Linked DNA regions of Mus musculus: all the other regions are linked to region 1. Evidence: chromatin contacts called from public HiChIP or PLAC-seq data. All regions are on one chromosome and are shown on one strand. Each heading gives the region's core, a stretch centred on a gene start, on an enhancer-like site or on the middle of the called end of the contact. The rest is flanking DNA. Distances are from core to core; before and after follow the strand shown. Region 1 holds the start of Dlx3 (distal-less homeobox 3). Region 2 holds the start of Zfp652os (zinc finger protein 652, opposite strand). Region 3 holds the start of Phb (prohibitin).

The links. HiChIP or PLAC-seq counts read pairs in DNA pulled down with a chosen protein or histone mark.
Region 2: a FOXA1 HiChIP or PLAC-seq map of pancreatic cancer cells shows a contact between it and region 1. The contact joins the promoter of Zfp652os here to the promoter of Dlx3 in region 1. A contact is called at or near these places in 1 of 39 promoter capture datasets (pre-B cells) and 1 of 115 datasets of contacts at active chromatin or transcription factors (pancreatic cancer cells).
Region 3: an H3K4me3 HiChIP or PLAC-seq map of bone marrow-derived macrophages shows a contact between it and region 1, with 2.5 times the contacts expected there. The contact joins the promoter of Phb here to the promoter of Dlx3 in region 1. A contact is called at or near these places in 3 of 39 promoter capture datasets (the 3T3-L1 cell line, hippocampal neurons and pre-B cells), 3 of 484 Hi-C or Micro-C datasets (cerebral cortex, embryonic stem cells and nephron progenitors) and 1 of 115 datasets of contacts at active chromatin or transcription factors (bone marrow-derived macrophages).

The regions. Positions count from the first base shown.
Region 1 is chr11:95,117,912-95,122,916 of GRCm38.p6, forward strand. It overlaps Dlx3 (distal-less homeobox 3), which reads left to right and starts at 2,206. Exons shown (of 3, transcript NM_010055.4): 1 at 2,206-2,735; 2 at 3,797-3,987. The coding sequence starts at 2,411.
Region 2 is chr11:95,710,744-95,715,748 of GRCm38.p6, forward strand. It overlaps Zfp652os (zinc finger protein 652, opposite strand), which reads right to left and starts at 2,011. Exons shown (of 2, transcript NR_045780.1): 1 at 1,885-2,011.
Region 3 is chr11:95,665,000-95,670,004 of GRCm38.p6, forward strand. Phb (prohibitin) reads left to right here and starts at 1,958. Exons shown (of 7, transcript NM_008831.4): 1 at 1,958-2,043; 2 at 3,038-3,152. The coding sequence starts at 3,065.

The DNA of each region.
Region 1 (5,005 bases), core at 956-3,455:
TTTGCCTCCCGAGTACTAGTGTTAAAGGCATACGCTGCCATGCCCGGCCTTAAATGTTTCTTTACGTTACTGTTGTGATTTCAGTCCGCTTCTAGAGCACAACAGACCTTGGAAATTACCCTAAAATAACTCACTATTACCCCAAGGCTCCTGTGCTCAACCCAGCCAGGCCCAGGTAGGGTGAGGAGAGACTGGGGCGTCTCCGAATCACCTGCTACTCCAAATGAATGAATGAACGAACTCCCGAGACAGGGTTTGCCCGACGCTGTCCCTTCCCTGTGGGCAGCTGGGGGCTCCAAAACAGGCCCTCCCCGCCGCCCCCGCTTGCATCCTGGGAGGGGAACCGGCAGCCCAATGCCCTTCCTGCCCCCAACGCCCCGGGCTCCTTGGGCGCCCTCTTGGCAGAAGAACAGAGGGCATCCAGAGCGGGTGGCAACTCGTCCCGCCACGAGCTCGCAGCGGCGGGCGATAGGAGCTGGGGGGACGCTCAGATAGACAGACAGATAGCGTTCCCCTCTCCCGCCCCCGCCCCCACCTTTCCCACGCGGCGGCCTCCTGGGGCGGCCCAGGCCAGGCGGTCACCTACTCCTGTCACTGCTCCCCGACCTAGGTCCTCTGCCCAGCCAACTCTACGTTTTTCCAGGTTCAGCATCCTGTGTCTGAGTTTAACATCGAAACATTTGACTGCGGCCCCTAAACAATCTAAGCAGAATGAGACCCCTTTCCTGTCTGCCTGCTTACCTCCTCCTTAATGCAGCCTTAAGGCAAGTTGCAGAACTCCGGAAAACCACGAGGTGGTGCGCTGGCACTGTGTCCTGGCTAGGCAAAGGCAGGGGAAATAGAAGGTTCGAGGTGTGTAGGGAAGGCCTGGGGATGGAGGGGGAAATAAGAATTAAAATTGGGAGAAGCCTCCTTCCTCCAAGGATAGGTTTGGGAGCAGAAGTGGAGATGCAATAGAGAAATGAGATTGGCACCCAGAACAGTAAATATTACCCGGGAACTGGACTTTGAGAGCCAGACAAGACTAGGGGGGTTGGAGATTGCTCCAAGGTGAGAAACATCTTCATTGGGGCCTCCATGGACAGAAGAAATTGAGTGAAGTACATGGCTCCTGTCTATTGGAGATAGATGGATCTGAGCATGTATCTATGCACATTTGGGCATACCCAGCTCACAGGTCGGTCATTCAGGACCCTACACTTCCACTGCCTCACACTACATACAGAGACACACTCTCATGCACACAGGTTCTCACGGGCACTCTTGCACACACTGTATTTTGTGTATTTTGCGGAAGATGTAACATAGATCTTTCACCCCTAACAAAGTCTGTGCTCCTAAGAGCTGTCCCAGACTGAGTGGACCCTGCCTCCAGACTTCCTGAAGAACACAGAAAGCCAGCCTCATAGGGACTGACTGCCTCGTGGCTCTTCCATTCATGAAAGGGCACACATATAGCTGGGGGTACCTCTGTCTTCTAAAGCAGCCCCTAAATCCATACAGCCTTGCTCCAGTAGGGACTTGCAGGCCCAAGGTGTTCTTGCTTGGTGAGACTCTTCCTTCAGAATTTAAAATTTTATATTTCACATCTGCAGTGTCATTAAGATAACATATTAAGCCAGGGCCATACGGAGAAACCCTGTCTCGAAAAAAAACAACAAAAAACAAAACAAAACAAAACAAAAATATAATATATTTATATAGTCCAACCTTTTTTTCCAATTTTAAAAGTGATCAAAATATTTTCATGGACCCTGGGTCTTTGCCACTTTCTGTCTGTCATTTGCATAGACCACACATACATCATTAAGGACCACCTCCTTCCACAAACACCCAATGGGTAAATTCCCCTCCTTCCTCATCTCACCTAAGCCCACCCCTGGCCACTAAAACAGACCGATTAGTAGATCCTGGGGGCTCCGCACAGCCAACCCCTCCGCACATTTGGGGGATTTATCGGAGGTAGAGCATAGGAGGAACACAGTGGCGCTGGGGGGAGTGTGTGTGTGTGTGTGTGTGTGTGTGTGTGTGTGTGTGTGTGTATTAGGGGTAACAACAAAGAGGGTTGAGAGGGTTGGGGGAGCCAGTGAGAAAGCGCGAGCGTGTTTTGCCTCGAAGGCAAGACTTGCAGCCAATCAGCGCGCAGGAGCCTCCCTCGGCGACTCCAACATTGAGTCTATAACCGGCTGGCCGGGCGGAGCTGGCAGCATTTGACTGTGGCTTGGGACGCGGAGAGAGGCACGCAGCGACTGACCGACAGCCGGCGATGGTCTAAGCGCCCCTCGGCCACCCCCTCCCCCAGACGCGACCGCGTCCTGCCCTCGCCCTCTGGACACACACCCCCACCTGGGCTCCTCCGCCCGTTCGGCGCTCCTCGGAGGAGGCCCGGGGTGTTGCGGCGCTCGCCAGCATGAGCGGCTCCTTCGATCGCAAGCTCAGCAGCATCCTCACCGACATCTCCAGCTCGCTCAGCTGCCATGCGGGCTCCAAGGACTCGCCCACCCTGCCCGAATCTACAGTCACTGACCTGGGCTATTACAGCGCTCCTCAGCATGACTACTACTCGGGCCAGCCCTACGGCCAGACGGTGAACCCCTACACCTACCACCACCAGTTCAATCTCAATGGGCTCGCAGGCACCGGCGCTTACTCGCCCAAGTCGGAATATACCTACGGGGGATCCTATAGGCAGTACGGAGCGTACCGGGAGCAGCCTTTGCCTGCCCAGGACCCAGGTGAGGATGCCCGGGTTGTGGAGAGGGTGCGAGGGACTCTAAGGTTCCCAAGCAAGAGGAAGTCTGGGAATAGGAGCTGAAATCTAGGGAAACTCGAGGTTAAGAAATGGAAGCGTTGGAGATTAGAGGAGACCGGGTTAGATGACCTCCAGAGGGGTGAACGACACTCCGAAGAGGCGCGCACTGTGCGCCGCGGTCTCTTGGAGATTCCAGGGCAGCTGGAGCCACCGGGAGCTCCTTCTGAGTGATCATGGGGGCCTTCAATGCTGCCATCCCGCTGGCACTTGAGCCGGAGACGAAAGACGGTCGCCGAGAGCTGGAGGGGAGTCAGCGAGGACTGGAGGTTCCAGGGCCCTTCTTTTGGATGCCGTCAGGGGAAACCCGGAGTAGTGAAAGGCTTGTGGAGAAAGACCCAAAGAAGTCCCAGAAATGGAGGAGAGACTGGGAAGTAGAGATGCGGAGAGAGAAGTGGGGACGGCGAGAAAGAAATGTGGGGGGGGCGGTAAGATAAAGCGCACAGCAGAAAGCAACAGAGGAAATGAAGAAAGGGCGGGGAGGAAAGAAAGAAAAAGGAGGAAAGAAGAGGGAAGGAAGAAAAAGAAAACAGAGAGAAAGGGAAAAGAGACAGAGAAAACGCTTGTACTGTCCTTGCAAATTTTTTCCTGAAACAAATGATCCTGAACTAGAAAGCGTATTAAAAGGAGATGGGGAGGAGGGGGGACAAGAAGTGGGAGACGCCACCGCGGCTAGGTGGGTCACCAGAGAAGAGTGGCTGAGCCGGGAAGGCGTCGTGAGCGAGCCGCGCGGTCCTCGCCCAGTCGGTTGCTGGCGCCGGAGTCGGCGCTCCGAGGCCCCGGGTGCCGAGCTGGGAGCGCCGCGTCGTGGGCGGCCGCCGGTCCGGCTGGGTCGCTGCGGTTCCTCCCCGGGCGCGGGCGGCACTACGCTCCTCCAAGAAGTCCCGGGGAGATCAGTGGGCCGGAGGGTGCGGCGTCCGACGGTGGGAAATCTTGGAGAACGCGGTGGTCGCAGGCTGAGACTAAACTGGTGTTTTTCCCCTACAGTGTCGGTGAAAGAGGAGCCGGAAGCCGAGGTTCGCATGGTGAACGGCAAGCCCAAAAAGGTCCGAAAGCCGCGAACGATCTACTCCAGCTATCAGCTGGCTGCCCTGCAGCGCCGTTTCCAGAAAGCCCAGTATCTGGCCTTGCCTGAGCGCGCCGAGCTAGCTGCACAGCTGGGCCTCACACAAACACAGGTTGGTACTGAACGCTCCAGGGTCTCAGGAGGGATCTGGGATTCCCTAGGTACCCCTGAGCCTGGCTGGCCCATGAAGCACCCCTTTGCCCTGCCCCTGCCCGGCAGCTCGCTGCAGGAACTCTTGCCTGCCCTTCCAGTGACTTGAGTCTCAGCTTTCAGAGAAAGGGTTACAGTAGGGAGCATAGAAGGGTGCAGTGTGCATCTTTGTGAACTTTTGCAACTGTGTATGGCGTGTCACAGAGAGATGCCCTCCCCTGTACCCCAGAACTCCCAGCTCCCAAGACCCTTAGCAACGTTTAGGACATAGGAGATCCTGTTGTCTCTCTCCCAGACTAAGTATGTACGTGTGGGGCATGCATGTGACATTCCAGGGAATATTCACATAAGGAATGAGGTCCTTTAAGGGTCATTTTGCAAACAGAAGGCCAGTATCTGTGATGAGACACTAGACAACGCACGCGTGTGTGAACACACACACAAAGTATGCTTGTATAGAAACATCATGATCCTGCTTCCCACCCAAATGCCTTTGCCAGTAGCCAAGTGGATAGGTTCTCCACTAAAAGGATGTAGAAATCAGAAAGTGGGAGTCCATCTCCACCCTCTTACCTGTCCCTAAACCCCAAGCAGCCTTGCTGCTCTTGGGGAGGAATGTCGGGTGCTGAGCTCCCTACAGGTGTTGACAGGCTGGCTTTGGTTGTGGCTGGGCTGTGTGGGGCCTGGTCCATCGGGAATCTGGGTCACCTGGTGAGGCGCTGAATCATTGTTTGTACCAGTCATGGAGTGGAGAGAAGCAGGGGAGGGGGAGATACCCCACGGGAAATTTAGGGACTCTGGAATTGTGGTTCACCTGCCCCTGAGTTCCTAGGTCACCCTTCATACCCAGCCAGAGTCTAGGAGCCCCTCCATGCCTGAGTGTTTATGTCGTGGGTGTTTATCTGGGTGTTATCTGCATGCGTTTATAGCTTTACTGTCTGGCGGCTGTGTGAGGCTGAGTGGGTATGTTGCCGAGGAAA
Region 2 (5,005 bases), core at 761-3,260, 590 kb after region 1:
ACACACATGCATACATGCATAAACATACATAATAATAAAAAGGTTATATATATATGTTTTTCGAGACAGGGTTTCTCTGTATAGCCCTGGAACTCACTCTGTAGACCAGGCTGGCCTCGAACTCAGAAATCTACCTGCCTCTGCCTCCCAAGTGCTAGGATTAAAGGCGTGCGCCACCACTGCCTGGCAATAATTAAAAAAAAAAAAAAAGCCCACCAAGCACTGTTGAAATGGAAAGCTGAATTAATAGAAGACTGTGATTACTAGAGGCCATCAGGTGTGTTGGCCTATGGATGGAGCATTAGAACACTTGAAAGGTCACCTCAAGATTTGGCCATCACCCTGTATGACCTGTCCAAGCATGGGGTGGAGGAATAGATCAGATGTCCAATAAGACATTCTGAGTCCATCAGACCCAAGCTCATTCTCACATTGAATTTGATTATTATACATGCTTATTTTCTCTTCTTCTGCTTGAAGATCTCTCTACCTGTTGCAATGTGATATAGATTTTAGTCTTTACTGAAAGTGCTCGCTATTGAAAAACATGGCCCTAAGTTCCACAACTCTGGTTCCTGGCTTCTGGAGTCTAAGTACAATAAAACCCAAACACCTGTTTTTGGAAGGGGCCAAAGACAGAGTCAGCTCTTTATAAAGCTTCAAGCTCCTAACTTTGTCCCAGACTCAGGTCATTTTATTCCCTCGAAGGTTTGGGTGAGTGGGTTATGGCCGGCTGTTCTGGGAGAAAAAGTTAGCTGCATCTATATGGAAATTGTTTCTATGATGTGGGGGTCAGCTTTTGTGGAAGAACATTAATATCCTATGTTCTTAATGTTAGAAGAAGAGGGCTGGAGAGATGGCTCAGAAGTTAAAAGCTCTTCTTACTCTTACAGCGGACCTGGGTTCAATTCCTAGCCGCCCCCCCCCCCCCCGTCCTACAAGCCACTCATAACCCCAGTTCCAGGGGAATCCATCAAATGTCACAGGTGCACATGCACACATCCAGGTAAAACATTCATACACACAATGTAAAAGAAAGAAAGAAAGAAAGAAAGAAAGAAAGAAAAAATGTAGTAGAGCCCAACAATAAAAACCAACAATGTTAGGAGCTCCATTCAAGCTGTAGAGACCTTCAGAAGTTTGGTTTCTGGTGGGGAAGGGTTATCCTGATCTTAGGGATGTCATCTTGGGTCTTTTTCATGGAGACTTCACTTGCCAAGTCATTTCCTCTCCCTGTACACTAAGCACTTTCAATTACAGACACTCTCTTTTGGCTCTGAGCTTGGATAAATGCTACCTTGTTAGCTAATAGTACCATTAATTATATTAATGATTAATAGCTAATTAGTCATAATGTGGTCATGCTTCTTCCAATGGAGCCTTCCTTTCTTGCAACAGTTCTGGGACTCTAGCGCACGCGCGCACACACACAGACCACACAGACACACGCACGCACGCACACACTTCCCTATTTCTGGCCACAGGATGAGCCCAGCAGTCCATCCTGTTTGCTTACCATACTGGCGGTCTCTAAATCCCCCTAGTTGTAATCAACTATCCCATTTGTCTGGTGGATGGCTACTTCTTACAAGTGTCGCCCCTTCTATTTCTGTCACTCACTGACTGCTCTCTACTAACAAGGTGGCCAGCAATTAGGGTTTTTTTCTTTTTGAACCGTATTCCATAAGTCAAAGATATCTACTTCCAAATCTCACTCTGACCCACTTTTCCACTTTCTCCCCCCTTTGCACTTTTACGTTTTCTTATTTCTTAGGATCTCAAACCCCCTGCCCACAGATACTTCGTCTTCTGCCTTCAGGCTTCCTTTTGAAAACCACGCCCCCACCCCCTTAAGCGTCGCGCATGCGCAGCCCACGACTTTACCTGGGCGCTCGGGAGTGGGCGGAGTGGGCAAGGGCCGGGGGTGGAGCAGGCAGCCGGCGGTTATCTGCTCGGCTGAGCGCTCACATTGTGGCAGGAGGGAGAAAAGGTGCGCCCAGGCCGAGCCGAGGGCCGCGCATGCGCGCCGACCCCCATAGCCGGGGATGGGGTGTGTAGGGGGGGGAGGTGTCGGGATCCCGACCGCGCGGGGGGGAGGGGGGGGCGCGTGCAGGGGCGTGCGCGCGCGCGCGCTCCCGCCGGCCTCCCTGCCCCCTTCGCGCACGACATCCCTACAGCACACCCCCTCCCCCGCCGCCCGCCCCGCGCGCCGCCCGCTCCGCGGCCCCGCTCGGCCTCGCGCGCTCGGAAGGGAGTCGCGAGACGTCGGAGCGGCGGCCACGTAGCGCTGCGGCGGCGGCGGCGGCGGCGGCCGAGGCCGGGTCTGAGGATCGGCCCAGAGCGCAGACGTTGGGCAGGGGGAGGGGCCGGCACGGCGGGCGGTGGGGACTGGAGCGACGCGGCGCGGCGCGGCGACAGGCCCCCGCCGCGGGGATGGGCCGCCGAAGCGGCGGTGGTGGCGGTGGCGGCGGCGGCGGCGGCCCGGGTGAGTAGGAGCCCCTTCCCCGCGCTCTCGCCTCCCGCCGCGGCGGCGCCCTGGCAGCCGCGTTTCCTCTGCGCCCGGCCGGGCTGGCGGAGCCGGAGGAGCCTGCGCCGAGGCAGCTGCGTGCGCTAGGCCGGAGCAGCCCCCATCCGGCGGGCAGGCCCCGGGCGCTGCGCGTCTGCCGCTCTCAGCTTGGCCCGGGGTGCCGGCTCCGTACCCCCGCCCCCTCTCCCCAGCTTAGCTGCAGTTTTGCAGCGAGTGGGTTCGCCTCGAGGCCTGACGGGGTGGCCGGGGTGCACGGGTTAGTAGGCTGAGGAGAGCATTCTCTTGCCCTGCAGCTGGTGGCTTGCACCCACTACCTCCCCCGCCGTGCGGTTGCGCCCAAACCTCCAGCCCTCGAGAGTATTGTGGCACCAGGAGATAACACGCATGTGATGTACACTCGCCACCCGCAGCACCACACTCAGCCCAGTGGGCGATGCAGACCTTTCTCCACCCTCACTTCGTCCACCCCTCCAATCAGGCTTTACTAAAGAGTCCCAGGTCGGAGACACCAAAGAGAGGGATACCCCTGTTACATCTCTATGAAACATGTTCGTTGTCGAGGGATGACTATTGTAGAAATGATAGATGTCTCTGCTTTGCCTCGAAGTCAGTCTTTAGGATTTAAGATCCTGTATGCTCCTCTTTGAAGCGGGCCGGTCTTTGATTACATCTAGCTCATCCCTCCCCCAACAACAACATCAGGAACACGCGCGAGCACACACACACACACACACACACACACACACACATATATGCACACGCACACTCGCACACTTCCTGATTGCGGAACGGCCCCTGTCATTGCGGATCCATTGTCAGAAGTGGCTTGTGCCAATCAAAGGAATGTGCCTTTGGAGGAAGATGTTTTTTTCACAACCAAGCTACAGGATGTCAATCAGTCTTTGGTTCCCCTCCTGGATCTTACCCATGTTTAAGCACCTTCATGGTGTTTCCCTTAATGGCTTTTCCAGCGCGCTCTCAGTATCACCTGAACGACGTTCTCCCCCGACCTCTCCCACCTCCAGTTAATTAGATATCTACTGCACACAGTAATTTCATCGGTTTTGTTGTTGTTGTTGCTGTTGTTGCTGCTGCTGTTGCGGCGATGTTTAACATAACAAGGCATAGCCTGCATAAGTAGTGTAGTCTTTTGGGATGAAGGTCTATGTACTTTTTTTCCAAACGATGGTCGGGGCCCTGTTGTTCTGAGAAAGGCAAGGAGCAGTACATGCTTTGTTGACAGCATGTATGTTTGCTTAGGAAAGGAAATCTGCTCGGATGTGGCAGGTGATGTTCCCCGGTGGGGCTGGTCTGTGGTGGGGTATGTGGCCTTAAGTCAACGGCTTGCTTATTTGAATCACCACTGTGCACATGTGTTCACATAGATACTGTCTTTAGTATAAAAGATTCACAGCAAAATTAAACTCTTCTTTAGGGCTGTGGAAGTCTTAGGGCCCTTTGCAGTGAAATACATACATGGTTTTGTATGCAACTACACAATCATCTCGAAGCTGGTCCCGGGACCTCAAGTTAAGATCTGTGTTATGCAAAAGTGAAAGCAGTTTGAGTTTGTGTTTTGTTTCTCTTAGGCATTAGACCTACTATGGCCCTGGAATAAAGAGCATGGGAGCTTGCATAGGAATCATTGTAGGTTTTTGTTTTTTTTTTTTAATTAAAAACTGTCTTTAGATTTTATTTTATGTATATGCATGCTTTATCTGTGTGTATGTGCACCATGTGTATGCCTGGTGCCTACAGAGATTAAAAAAAAAAGGTGGTAGGACCCCTGGAACTAGAGTTAAGGATAGTTGTGAGGCGCTATGTTGGTGCTTGGAATAGAACTTGAGTTCTCTCTGTAAGAGCAACAAGTGCTCTTAACTACAGAGCCATCTCTCAGACGGCTTCTTATTGTTTTGGTTTCTTTGAAGGAAGGCCAGTCAGAAATTATATTTTTCGTACCTTCCCGTCAAAAGCCTGAGAATCATTCAGAAGAAATTAAAACTAGAGACAGAATCATCTACATTTGACCAATCGATCCTTTATCTTCCCGGCATATTCTGATTGTAGCAAATTTCAACAGCCAAGTGTGTGCTCTGTGTTAAAGTCTGTAAGGGACTATGCAGTGCTTAAAGACTGAGCCTGATCTCTTTGTCACCCCATGGTAGAACACCTGTCCAGGGCTGAGGCTTTTTTTCCTACTTTGCTAAGTCTGATTTCATTGTCTATCAAAACCATCCATTTTGCTGGGTAGATTTCTGTTACAATTTGAGTCTTTGCTCTCCACATTCAAAATCCAGAGCTGGGGATGAGCTTTGCAGCATCCTGTCAAAGAGCAGTCGATAAATGTCTGTGTGTGTGTGTGTGTGTGTGTGTGTGTGTGAATTACTCTGCATTCAGCCTTCATCTTTTGATCATATTTCAACCAAGAGATATGTGTTGCAGCTTACGATAGTGCTGTGATGGACAGTGATGGTAATC
Region 3 (5,005 bases), core at 708-3,207, 550 kb after region 1:
TGCCCATTTTGAATATTTTATAAGTACTGTTTTGTTTTACAGTGCTGAGGTTGGAACTGAAGACCTAGCGCACTGTAGGCAAGTGTTCTGCCTCAGCAATTTCACTTGCTGTGCCCTCCTTCTCTTCCTTTGTGAAGCCAACAACCCTTGCAAACACTAAGTTTCAAAATCTGTGGTTCACCTATTTAATCGTTTATTAGGAGGGAAAGCTCTTCGTATGTTGATTGATTCTTGCCCATTTGAGTTATGTAACATCATTCACACTTTTTTTTTTTGGTTTTTCGAGACCTTTCTCTGTGTGTCGTCCTGGCTGTCTTGGAACTCACTCTGTAGACCAGGCTGGCCTCAAACTCAGAAATCTACCTGCCTCTGCCTCCCAAGTGCTGGGATTAAAGGCATGCACCACCACTGCCCGGCCATCACACTTTTTTTTTTCTAACAAAATGTATTTGTTTTATTAATTTTAAGTATTTCACTTATATTCACCACCTTATTTACCCTCCCCAGGCCCTTCCAGTCTCTCTTCCACCCCAATAGTCTTCCTTGTGTCTTCACATTCTCTCTCTCTCTCCCTCTCTCCCTCTCTCTCTCTCTCTCAGATGCCACCTGCTTCTGCCTCCTGGGTGCTGGGATTGAAGTCGTGCACCACTGCACCTAGCTTGCTTTCATGTTCGTTCGTTCGTTTTCTTTCTTCCTTTCTTTTAAATGTATATCTGGCTTCTTATATTTTAATAAGAAATAAATACCGATTGCAAATTTAAAATTGCATTTTATCTTTTAAATAAAAGTTAAGCTAAGAATAAGGAGCAGGTCTTTCTTAGAAGTCCAATGCACTATCCATTGCGCCACAGTGCCAGGGGTTTTCATGTTCTTTACAGATATTCTCAGGAGAGTTTGTATTTCGGGAGCAACAAGCCCAAAAAAATAAACTACTTCATTTTAGATTTGTGTCATGGAGAGGAATGCTATAAAAGTCACTATTTGCTTAATTGGCAAAATTGGAATGCAGACATGGATAATATTTACTTAAGTAAAAGGATAGTAGCCGGGCGTGGTGGCGGACGCTTTAATCCCAGCACTTGGGAGCCAGAGGCAGGCGGATTTCTGAATTCGAGGCCAGCCTGGTCTATAGAGTGAGTTCCAGGACAGCTAGGGCTACACAGAGAAACCCTGTCTCGAAAACAAACAAACAAACAAAAACAAAAAACAAAACAAAACAAAAAGTAAGAGGATAGATATCCTTGATCTTAGAGAATAGTAGGAGAAAGAGAAAAGTGGAGGGAGGCGAGGAGATGGAACAAAAACAACAACAAATACGCAAATTGTTGACAACAGGTGAACTTGAGAAGCCATACACATGATCTCCGTCCCTTTTTTGCAATTCCTCGAATATAACTTGGAAAAAAAGATGCCCAGAGATTTAGACCCTAAATCAAGAGCCTTTACTGAAGTATTGCAAGACCTGAATGACCGACTCCCTTCCTCTTCTTTCTAAGCCGTTTTTAAGGTTATGGAGTGGCTTGGAAGATCAACATCTTACGTCCCTGAGGGCTGTCCTTAACTTCCCTAGCAGTCTCTCAGTGCATGAATTATTTTACCTCACCTTTATCCAAAATGCCCACCCATTCCTTCACCACCTTGTGATTTCCTCTACCAAGTGGAAGCCCAACTCCTTTCCGATCCAGTCTGCTTCCGGCTTCTGGAACCACCTCCTTGAGGAATAGGCACGTGCATATATTACCAAGGAACTACAACTCCCGAAAGGCTTTGCGGCAACATCCCATCCGTTCTCACCAGTCAGAAACGGGTTTCCTGAAAGAGCCCGTTGCTGCATGATCTTTTGGGAGTTGTAGTTGACCTCATTAAAGCCACAGAGCCCGCGGAAGACTGCAAAACACGTTTCCCAGAATGCACGTCGCTCGGCTTCACCAATTGAAGGGTCGGATCTTGAAGAGGCGGGGGTCGGGGGGGGGGGAGGAGCTGCCTGGCGCACGCGCAGTATCCGGAGCTGGGGAATTCATGTGGAGGTCAGAGTGAAAGCAGGTAAGCGTGGTAGGAGCGGTAGAGGCCTCTGGTCCTATGTCCCTGTAGCCTGCCTCTGCTTTCCTATGTACAATGAGGGCATGGGATGCATGTGTGGGTACGCCTAGTGGAGAAGGGGGAAATCTCGGTCCAGAAGGAGTTAGGAATGTGCAAGGGGAGGGGACAGGATGAGGAAAAATCCAGAAGCTGGTGGAGTAAAAAGAGCTGGATGTCAGAGACAGAGGATAAATGTGCATGGAGAAATCCCGATACACAAGCAGTTGAAGTCTGAGAAAGGGGAGGGCGAGTTTGAGGATTGTACCAAGGGTGACGCAGGGGCGGGACATTAAAAAGTTCAAGGCTAACTGGTTTCTAGTTTGTCAGCTACGTGCCCCCACCCGTCCCGCCGCAGCCCCACCTCCAGTCCTTCACCGCTCTGCCTCGCTGCACCCCTGCCAGCCCCTGCTTTCCTATTAACTGGTATGGGGAGGAGTTCTACAATGTCTTCTAGAATTCGGTCTTCTCATTCTAACCCTGGTTCTACTACTTAAGAGTATAACCTCTCTATGCACTTCAGCAGTCATAACCTTCATAAAGTAACTGAAGGTTAAACAAGGCTGTCGGAGACCGTGTAACTTAAATGTTAACAGAAATTGCCCTTTTTGTTGTTGGCTTCAGCCGTGTAGCACCGGTCTCGCTTGTGGCCTATTGGTCTAGGAAAAGGGAGTGTGGTTTTTCTGTGTACTAAGTTCCTCGTGGGTACAAAGCACCGTTCCTACGCTGAGCCAAGTGTCGCAGACTCTTTCTCTGAATGGTTGTAAAGAAACACGTCCACAAACGCAGACATGATCTACAGTTTGCAAGGTGGTCAGTGTTATGGGGCGTTCAGTGAGTGAGTTTGGGCCCACAGGTGTAGACATATGAAAATGTATGTTGAGACATGAACTCTGTGCCTCAGAGCGGGCTTTCTCTGAGAATCTGGTGTCAAAGTGTTTTATGTTTACCCCGTGTTTAGGTGTGAGTGGAAGCAACAGAAGGAGTCATGGCTGCCAAAGTGTTTGAGTCCATTGGAAAGTTCGGCCTGGCGTTGGCAGTTGCAGGAGGCGTGGTGAACTCTGCTTTGTATAATGGTGAGGCGCGGAAGAGCTTTCTGCATAGTTTCTGTTGATCTGCATAGCCCATGTGTCATTCCTTTTAAAAAAAAAAAAAGATTTATTTATTTTATTTATATGAGTACACTGTCGCTGTCTTCAGACCCACCAGCAGAGGGCATTGAATCCCATTACAGATGGTTGTGAGCCACCATGTGGTTGCTGGGAATTGAAATCAGGACCTCTGGAAGAGCAGTCAGTGCTCTTAACCGCTTTGCCATCTCTACAGCCCATTTGACATTCCTGATGCTAGCTGCTGTCTGAAGGTGTGTGAGGTTAAGGGGGACTCACCTGCTACCCCACATACTGGTTGTGAGTCATCAGAGGCCTATGATCACTTAGGCAGGGGTTCTCAGCCTTCTGATGCTTGGAACATTTAGTAGTTTCTCACTATTGTGGTGATACACCTCCACCACCATACAGTTCTTTTCCTTGCTGATTTATAACTGTGATTTGCTACTTTTATGAATCGTAAATTTTGTTTTCCGATGGTCATAGGCAGCCCCTGTAATAGGGTCTTTTAACATCCCCCCTCATAGGGTTCTGACCCACAGGTTGAAAGCCACTAACTTAGAGGCTTTGTTCAAGGGGAGCCCTCCTGTCCAATGTTTAGCACTTTAGCCACTTTGAAATGATGAGGTATTACCCAGATGACAGGAGGTGACAGGAGCCCATTGGTTCTCTTCCTTATTTGCATGAAGTATCTTGGCAACATCTCTAGACCAGTTTGAGAGACTGTGTCCTGAGAAAAGTTTTGCTCAGCTGGTTGCAGAGAGAATAGGTTTTTGTTTTTAAATTTTTTTTTAAGGATTTATTTATTTCTTCTATGTATGAGTATACTATTGCTCTCTTCAGACACACCAGAAGAGGGCATCAGATCCCATTACAGATGGTTGTGAGCCACCATGTGGTTGCTGGGAGTTGAACTCAGAACCTCCGGAAGGGCAGTCGGTGCACTTAACCGCTGAGCCATCTCTCCGGCCCAGGAGAATAGTTTTTGCCAGGTATTGAATGGTGCCACAGTGCAAAGCTGGGTTTTCTTTGACTGTATTACATGGCCTTATTTGCGAGTCCCTCCTTTTAGTCCCCAGCTTTCTCATTGGTCAAACAAGGGGACTGAACTAGTTTTTCTCTTAAGATTCCCTCTAAGGCCGGGCGTGGTGGCACACCCCTTTAATCCCAGCACTTGGGAGGCAGAGGCAGGTGGATTTCTGAGTTAGAGACCAGCCTGGTCTACAGAGCGAGGACGGCCAGGGTTACACAGAGAAACCCTGTCTAGAAAAACAAAACAAAAAAAAAGATTCCCTCTAAGTCTGATACTCTTTTAAAACAGCAACAGATTTTGATGTACCTCCTGTATGGTTTTTGTTTTATTTGTATTGGGAGGGTTGGTTTTGTTTGTTTTGTTTTGTTTTGTTTTGTTTGAGACAGAATCTTTACCATGTAGCTCTTGACTGGCCTGAAACTCACAGAGATCCACCTGCCTCCACTTCTCAAGGGCTGAAATTAAAGGTGTACACCTGTCTACCTAGCTCAACTAAAGCAGTTGTAAGTAACTCAGACCCACACCCAGCTGTTCTGTTTTTAAGACAGTGTCTCCTGTAGTCCCAGGCTGGCTTTGAACTCCTGGACCTTTGGCTATATGATGTTTTGATGAGTTATTTTCAGAGTGAAGGTTTTTAGATCAACTCTAAATTCAAACAGGAAATGAGAGGAAGTGACTACTTCAGCCTGGGCCTGGTGGCGTACTCCTGTAATGCCAGCGTTCACAAGGCTGGGGATCTTGAGTTCCAGTCCCACATGGGCTACCTAGTAAGACCTTGTCTCTAAAA